Regions from separate parts of the Mus musculus genome. Here region 2 is linked to region 1. The links are chromatin contacts, called in public promoter capture Hi-C maps. All regions are on one chromosome and are shown on one strand. Each heading gives the region's core, a stretch centred on a gene start, on an enhancer-like site or on the middle of the called end of the contact. The rest is flanking DNA. Distances are from core to core; before and after follow the strand shown. Region 1 overlaps Ssbp3 (single-stranded DNA binding protein 3). Region 2 overlaps Ssbp3 (single-stranded DNA binding protein 3).

Region 1 (3,076 bases), core at 552-3,051:
GAGAGAGAGAGAGAGAGAGAGAGAGAGAGAGAGCTGCAAAATTTAAGAGCTACCATCTTAGCAGCTCCAAGATAATCAGCACAGGTAACTCCTCTGCCTTTTCCCCTCTGCAGACCAGAGGATGATTAACAATGAAAACACTCAAGACCCATGTAACCTGAATAAGATGTCCCCACCACAGAGCACAACACCCACTCACTCCACACAACGTGAGACACACTGGGCCCCATGAATGGCTCCCCTGACACAGTCCTAAAGCACGAGGTGGAGCAGGGTGTGCCGCTCTCTCCACCTGCCCTTCTTCCTTAAGTCCCTCATCATGAACTGGGAGGCTCAGGCCAGGACTGCTTCCTCTCTGCCGTGCCTGCAATATGCTACAGACAACGACTGCAAGAGAATGGTAGAACCCAGGCACTACCCGGCACTGCTGGACTATGTCTGGTACCTGGCAGACATGAGAAACCTCATAGGCCCAAGTGAACCAAATGTCTGGACAAAACCCATCTAGAGGTGACACGAGAAGATGAGGCCAGAACACAAACATGACAACTGGGTCCTCCATCTCAAAGAAGCCCCCAAATTTAAGGAAGATTCTTGGCAAACTAGAGGAAGACCTTTCAAGTTTCCTTAAAGAACTAGTCCCTCTCAAGGCAATTACAAAACAGAACATCAAATGGGATTCAGGATCTGGGGAGATATCTCAGTCGGTAAACATTAGCACCCACATGTGAGCCTCAGAATTCACCTGAAAGTGTTGGCCTGGTGATGTTCACATGTGATCCCAATGCTAGAGAGGCAGAGACAGGAGTCCCTGAGGACTGCTGGCCAGCCAGCTTACCCTAACTGATGAGCCCCCAAGGGATGACCTGGTGAGCCAAATGGGCCAATGAGAGACCCTGACTCAAGTAAGGAATGAACAGGTCTGAAGATGACAACTCAAGGCTGTCCCCTGGTCTCCATACATGTACACACATGTATACATACCAGCACAGACATAAACACACGTTAAAAAACAAATCCATTTACTAGATAGACATGCTGTTCCAAGGGGCTAATGGATAAGGAGAGTGAGCCAGACACGCCCACTACCCAGGCCATCTCTTTGTATGGAGGGCTGTCCCACACAAAGACTCTCCTCCCCTGAGCTCCTTCTCTTCCACAGAGTCTGGCCAACCCCCATGAACACTGCTCACGCCATCCGAACTGTTGTTTTGGAATGTGCCAGCAATTCTGGCGGCAGGAACAGCAAGCTTTAGCTCAGCAAAGAAACCAGCTGGAGAGGCAGCCTCATGAAATGATGAAATGCCAAACCAACCCCTACATCTTCTCCAGTCTCTCGGGTCACCTACCAGATTAGAAGGCCTGTTGCTACGGCAACCATATCTTGCAAGTGTCGACTGAACTTCCCCATAATTTTTAACCCGTTTAGTAGCTGGAAGAGGGGTGGTGCACAGCACAACCCAAATCCCAAGTGTTGGCCTGCTTTGGCTATACTCCTACAATTAAAGCAGAGAATGGGAAAACGGCAGGCAGCCAGGCAAGGACCAGAGTCCACAGTTGGGCAAACAAGTAGTGAGAGTGAACAGGCCACTTACACACCCACCTTTTTCTCCCACCAGCTCTCCACCAAAAGGCTGGCTGACAGCAGCCTGCAAACTTTCCACACACCTGGCAACACCAAAGCACCAGGAGCTACAAGGAGGATGGTACTAAACAAAAGCAAAATGGAAAGCTGTCTGCCCCTCCCAGCAGGCACCTCGCCCTTGTGCTGTGGAACTGCCGGGCCCTTCTGTGGTAAGCAGAAGGTGGCTGGGAGTTAGGCGCAGGGGACAGATGGCCCGCAAGCACTGGCACTTTCCAGTTGTCTGATAGGCGCCGGCTGCCAAACAAGCCCCCAGTCTCCTTGCAGGCGCTCCCACTCCACAGGCAGAGCCTGGGCATAGGCCGTGCTGTGGTATTGCCATAGCCGCATGCCTCTCCTCCTGCACTCCCCGACTCCTGCAAGTCATCTTCAGCATCCTCCCAAGCCCAGCACCCAGCCGCACCCTCCTCCACAGCTGGGCAGCCCTCCCTCCTCCACGGCAGGGCAGCCCTCCTCTCCCCACATTCACAACTCGTTCATAAGCCTCCAACCAACCAACTGTACAAGGACTTTCCTCAGCCCCTTCTATGTGAAGGGAGGAAGTTCATAAACGGATGAAGGGAGAAGAGGTCCCATAGCCTCACTCTATCGCTCCAAGGATGCAGTCAGGCCTGTGGCTGAGCCAGTGGACCAAATGGTCCCTAGGAAGGAGAAAGATCAAGGGATCAAGGAAAGTGGCTGGCAACCCAGGACCACAGTTTGAGTTTGAATCTGAGAGAGACCTGCCCAAGTCTGCTCGGTGCACCTGGCACACTGTGCTGACGGTGAGAGCGCTGTGCGGGTGCACATCTACACCTCACTCAGAAAGCAAGGGACTTGACTTAACCATGGGGATGGGCTCTGCTTCAGCAAGTTCACTTCTCTCTTGAGGAAAGGTTCGGGGCCAGGATGCTAAGCAACCCTCAGTCGGCCTCTGGGTCCCATACAGATGGATACCTGGGACAAAATCCAGTCCAGTGAATTAAGATGCTAATGAGCACCTTGCAGGCACAGCACTGGACAAGGGATGGTAGATTAGAGAAGGTCCACCATCACCCAGCCCTGCCCTGCAGATCATTCCATCAAATTCAGAGGGAACTTAAAATGAGGCAATGGGGTGAGGGGAAAGGAGAAGGAAGGATATCCCCCCCCCCCCCCGGGATAGGAAGGGAGCGTATTAGCAGGAATCTCAGGCGTGAACTCAGCAAGTTGGCTGTCGGACACCAAGAGGCAGCTTTCAAGGAAGGACTCCCCTCAAGGCAAAACAGAGAGTATGCCATCCGGGAATGGGGATGGTCGGTCTTTAGGGAGGAGCTCTAAGAATGCCTTTGAGATATAAAAGAAAGAAAAAAAAAGAGTTGGTTTTTTTTGTTTTGTTTTGTTTCATTTTAACCCACCAGATGGGTGGGTTACCACCAAGCTCATTCATTGTTAGGTCTTATTATCCAAATCCTT
Region 2 (3,543 bases), core at 664-3,163, 80 kb before region 1:
CCTTCTTAGCAGCATCAGGTAGATCCTGCTGTAGTTCTCCCGCCTGATACCTCTTCCTGGCAACAGGGTTACCTAATGTCCAGAACCTCTTCCCTGGGGAAAGGCACCCTCCAGACCTGTATACTCACTGAGTTAGCACTGTTGGGATTGGGCCAGGGTCTGCCAGCTCCTGGGCCCCTAAGAGAAGGAGAGATGGTGACAATCAAAGTGGGGCTACACTCTATGGCGTGGAGCCAGTGGGAGCAGGAGCAGGCTGCCATCAGTACAGGAAGTCCTAGATGCCATCTGACTCTGGGGTAGCAATGGGTAGTTCCACGGAAGGAGACTTAGGAACTCCTTCAAATTATATGAAAAAATTTGTAAAATATGTATTTACAAAATTATATATATATATATAAGTATTTCTGCTGTTTTTTTTCCTAGGAAGATAGACCACTGATTCTTATAAGCACTAAATATCAGGGCTTATTTGCATAAGGATTAAATCTTGAATCAGCCATTGAAGCTGTGCAAGCCTAAGGAAGTCACTCTACCTCTCTGGCCTCAGTGACCTCATCACAGGCAGGGAGTAACCACACCTTGTAGGAGTAGCCTGGTGACCACAAGGTGGCTAACTGTGCCAAGCACACAATCCAGTGTAAGACACAGCTCTCACCCTAAGGGTGAGGAAACAGAGGTCCAGAGGGGCACCAGTGAGGGGTAAGATTGTCTTCTGGGGTCCAACAGTGGGTGGGGAGGCCATGGGCTCTGAGGCACCGGCCGGGGCTATTTGCCTTACATGTTAATCCCAGGCATGGCGGGGCCGAGGGAGTTGGGTGGTGGTCTCATGCCGCTGCCGTAATTCTGCAACGATAACCAAGGGTCAGTCTATGAGGGGGAGAAGGGGAACCGGGAGGGAGACAAACACAGAATATAAGTGAGAGGGTTAGTCTGTGACGACAGCCTGATGAGAAAAAAATCACACGTACTTTCAGAACAGACAGGACCACAATGACAAGCCAGCACAGAGGGACAGTCACAACAGTCAATGCGTTGGCGGGGGCTTCACGATGATTCTCCCTAAACCCTGTCTGATCAGCAAGCTGCCATCATTCCCGTCCCACAGGCCTCAGCAGTTAGGCAGACTGACTCTGCTACCAAGCCCAATGCTGACTGGTGATCAGAGTCACATCAGACTGAGGGAGAAGGCAACAGAGGGAACCACCCACCTTGCCTCTGGCTGAGAATGCTCAATAGCCTCCCCTATAGTCACAGGGCCATTCCTCCCCCACTGCTGTACTCTGAGGGTAAATATGGCAGGACAGTGTCTCTGTGGCTACACCCCCAACTCTACAACCCAGGGTGCTCAGTGACTGGCAGAGGAGAACAAAGCGCGACAACTGTTTGGGCACTGGCCCTGTGGGCATCTGAGAGCAGCAGGTTGGTGAGAGGCTCCAATGTGAGACACATCTTGCTGGGCACACAGTGACCTTAGACTTCGCCTGCTCTGTCCCTGTAACAACCTTCTGAAGCTGGTCCCACTTTACAAAAGGCGGGACTGCAGGTCTGAGAGGGAGCAGTTGGCCAGATCAGCTAACGGGTGGGAGACCAGAGTCTCACTCACACACGCTGGATCTTTCCCAAACCTCTGGCAGGAAGAAGGTGAAAACCAGGGGCAGTGTTGGGTCAGACCAGCACAGAGGTAACACTGGGCTAAAACAGGTGATGTCACAAAGAACTGTCTCCTCAACCTCACCACTGAGGGAGCCCTCTTCTGCTAGGCCACTCATGGAGGCCTCGTGTCTACAAGACTACCTGGACAGAATATAGGCAATGACATCAGCTGGCTGGCAAGGAGTGAGGCCTACAGGGAGGACTAGGACTGGCTACAGCCAGCTCACACAGCGCCTCACTCCCTGGGCCTGTTCTGATTAGACAACCTGGATGGTAAACAGAGGTCACAAGACAGCTCACCTCAGCTTGGCCACTTGGTGTTGACTCCGGCTACACAAACGACAATTCTTACTATGGAGGATAAAGCTGTGTCACATGTTTTATGTGTACACAGATGTTTAATAGTCATAGCAACTCCCTTAGAGATTACAAAATGAGGCACAGAAGGAAAGGAATAGTTAGGTGCTAACCTGGGACAAGGCCCTGTTGCCAGGTTGTGCCTGCAGGTTCACAACCCTGTTTAGTCTATAACACAGGGACACAGAGCCTATTTGCCTTCGGCCTTAGAGAGACCCATGCTGATTGCAAAGTGTTGGTTCTGAGGTGGGTTTACAGTTACTTGATGACAGCAGCAGACCCAGAATGCTTCTACTTGATTCTGCCCCTCACAGTAAGCCAGTTCATTATGGCCCATGAGAACTGGTGTATGAGAAAGATCTAAATGCCCTTCTCACTGGAGGAGGCAAGTGTCATACTCCAGGGCTAAAGGAGTCAGGATGCTGCTACCACACAAAGTGTTGGTCAAAAGAAGGCCAGATTTGCAGCATGCTGCCTGAAGGGAGACACAGACAGGATTCCAACCCTATCCTGCTTGCTAACAAGGGGGTATCCTGCATAGAGCCATAGTAAGTCTCCCTCCTATAGATGTAAAGTCAGAAGGGCTACTCCACACACCTCCCACTTCACAGAAGACAACTTGGAGGCCCAGAAAAGCCAGATATGTGCCCACAGCCACTTAGTTAAGCAAGACAGGAATGGGAGCTTAGCTGAAACCAGGTTTGGGGTCTAAGATTTTTCAGTCAGAAGCAACAGCTTCTGATATGGGGATGGAAGATCAGTACCCAGGTTCTGGATCCGCTGGAGGTGACTGGGGACTGAACGGGAGCTGTCCCTCCCCCTTATGAGCACGGGCCCCTTTCTCACTCCTGGAGAACAGAGGTGCCTACTCCACAGCTGGGTTGGACTAGGGGGTCATGACTGGTATCTACAGCAAAGTGGACTCTTCCTCATGCTTCCTGTCACCTGCCCTGTTTTAGCTTTACCTTCAAACAGAGCCATCTGTCACTAGACTCACCTGTAGAGAAACTTGAAGTTATAACGCAGTCTCCTGGGCAGTAGGAGGCCTGACAAGAGGGTCCCCAGTGCCTGCCTCACTCCCTCACTTAGCCCAGGATGCTCTGCACAGGACTAATGGTCCTTCCAGAGTTCCGAGCTTGCACCAGCCTTGGGTCTTTGGGGGACTGTCCCTGGAGAATCAAGAATATCCTCTACCTGAACTTGTGAAAATATAGACCAACCAAGATGGTGGTGTGATTCTAGCACGGCCAGAATTGCTAAGGCTGTAACCCTGGGTTGGTTGGTGCCCACTGGCCTCCAGGAGTCTTCAACGTGCTTTACCCAATATGACCAAGATTTAGTTTTGACTGAATTCCTTCTGCAGAATGTGGACAACAGGAAGGGCCCTCAGGGCCTCATGCAGACTCCCATGAAGTACTGCCTCTTTCCCACTGCACACTAAAACCATCGCAGGCCCTAGAGGAAAATGACAGGGGGTAACTGACTGTTCACGCCTTTGGACTGAAACAGGATACAGGGTCAAAACTAGAGTGG

What was found. Capture Hi-C pulls out chosen DNA fragments and counts their contacts.
Region 2: a contact with region 1 is called in a promoter capture Hi-C map of pancreatic islet. The contact joins two enhancer-like sites. A contact is called at or near these places in 2 of 39 promoter capture datasets (cranial neural crest and maxillary cranial neural crest), 4 of 484 Hi-C or Micro-C datasets (3T3-L1-derived adipocytes, the HPC-7 cell line, liver and 1 more), 1 of 115 datasets of contacts at active chromatin or transcription factors (embryonic stem cells) and 3 of 9 other capture datasets (adipose tissue, liver and pancreatic islet).

Annotation. Positions count from the first base shown.
Region 1 is chr4:106,954,721-106,957,796 of GRCm38.p6, reverse strand. All of the region lies in intron 4 of Ssbp3 (single-stranded DNA binding protein 3), which reads right to left. Among named protein-coding and RNA genes, the nearest start is that of Ssbp3, 45 kb to the right of the region's middle. Within about 2 kb of position 1,801, at least 86 of the 459 cell types and tissues checked have an H3K27ac peak or open chromatin away from gene starts, as enhancers often do. A contact at or near this core is called in pancreatic islet, where this site is marked.
Region 2 is chr4:107,034,236-107,037,778 of GRCm38.p6, reverse strand. Ssbp3 (single-stranded DNA binding protein 3) reads right to left here. Exons shown (of 18, transcript NM_023672.2): 10 at 779-843; 11 at 129-177. Among named protein-coding and RNA genes, the nearest start is that of Gm12786, 8.8 kb to the right of the region's middle. Within about 2 kb of position 1,913, at least 16 of the 459 cell types and tissues checked have an H3K27ac peak or open chromatin away from gene starts, as enhancers often do. A contact at or near this core is called in pancreatic islet, where this site is marked.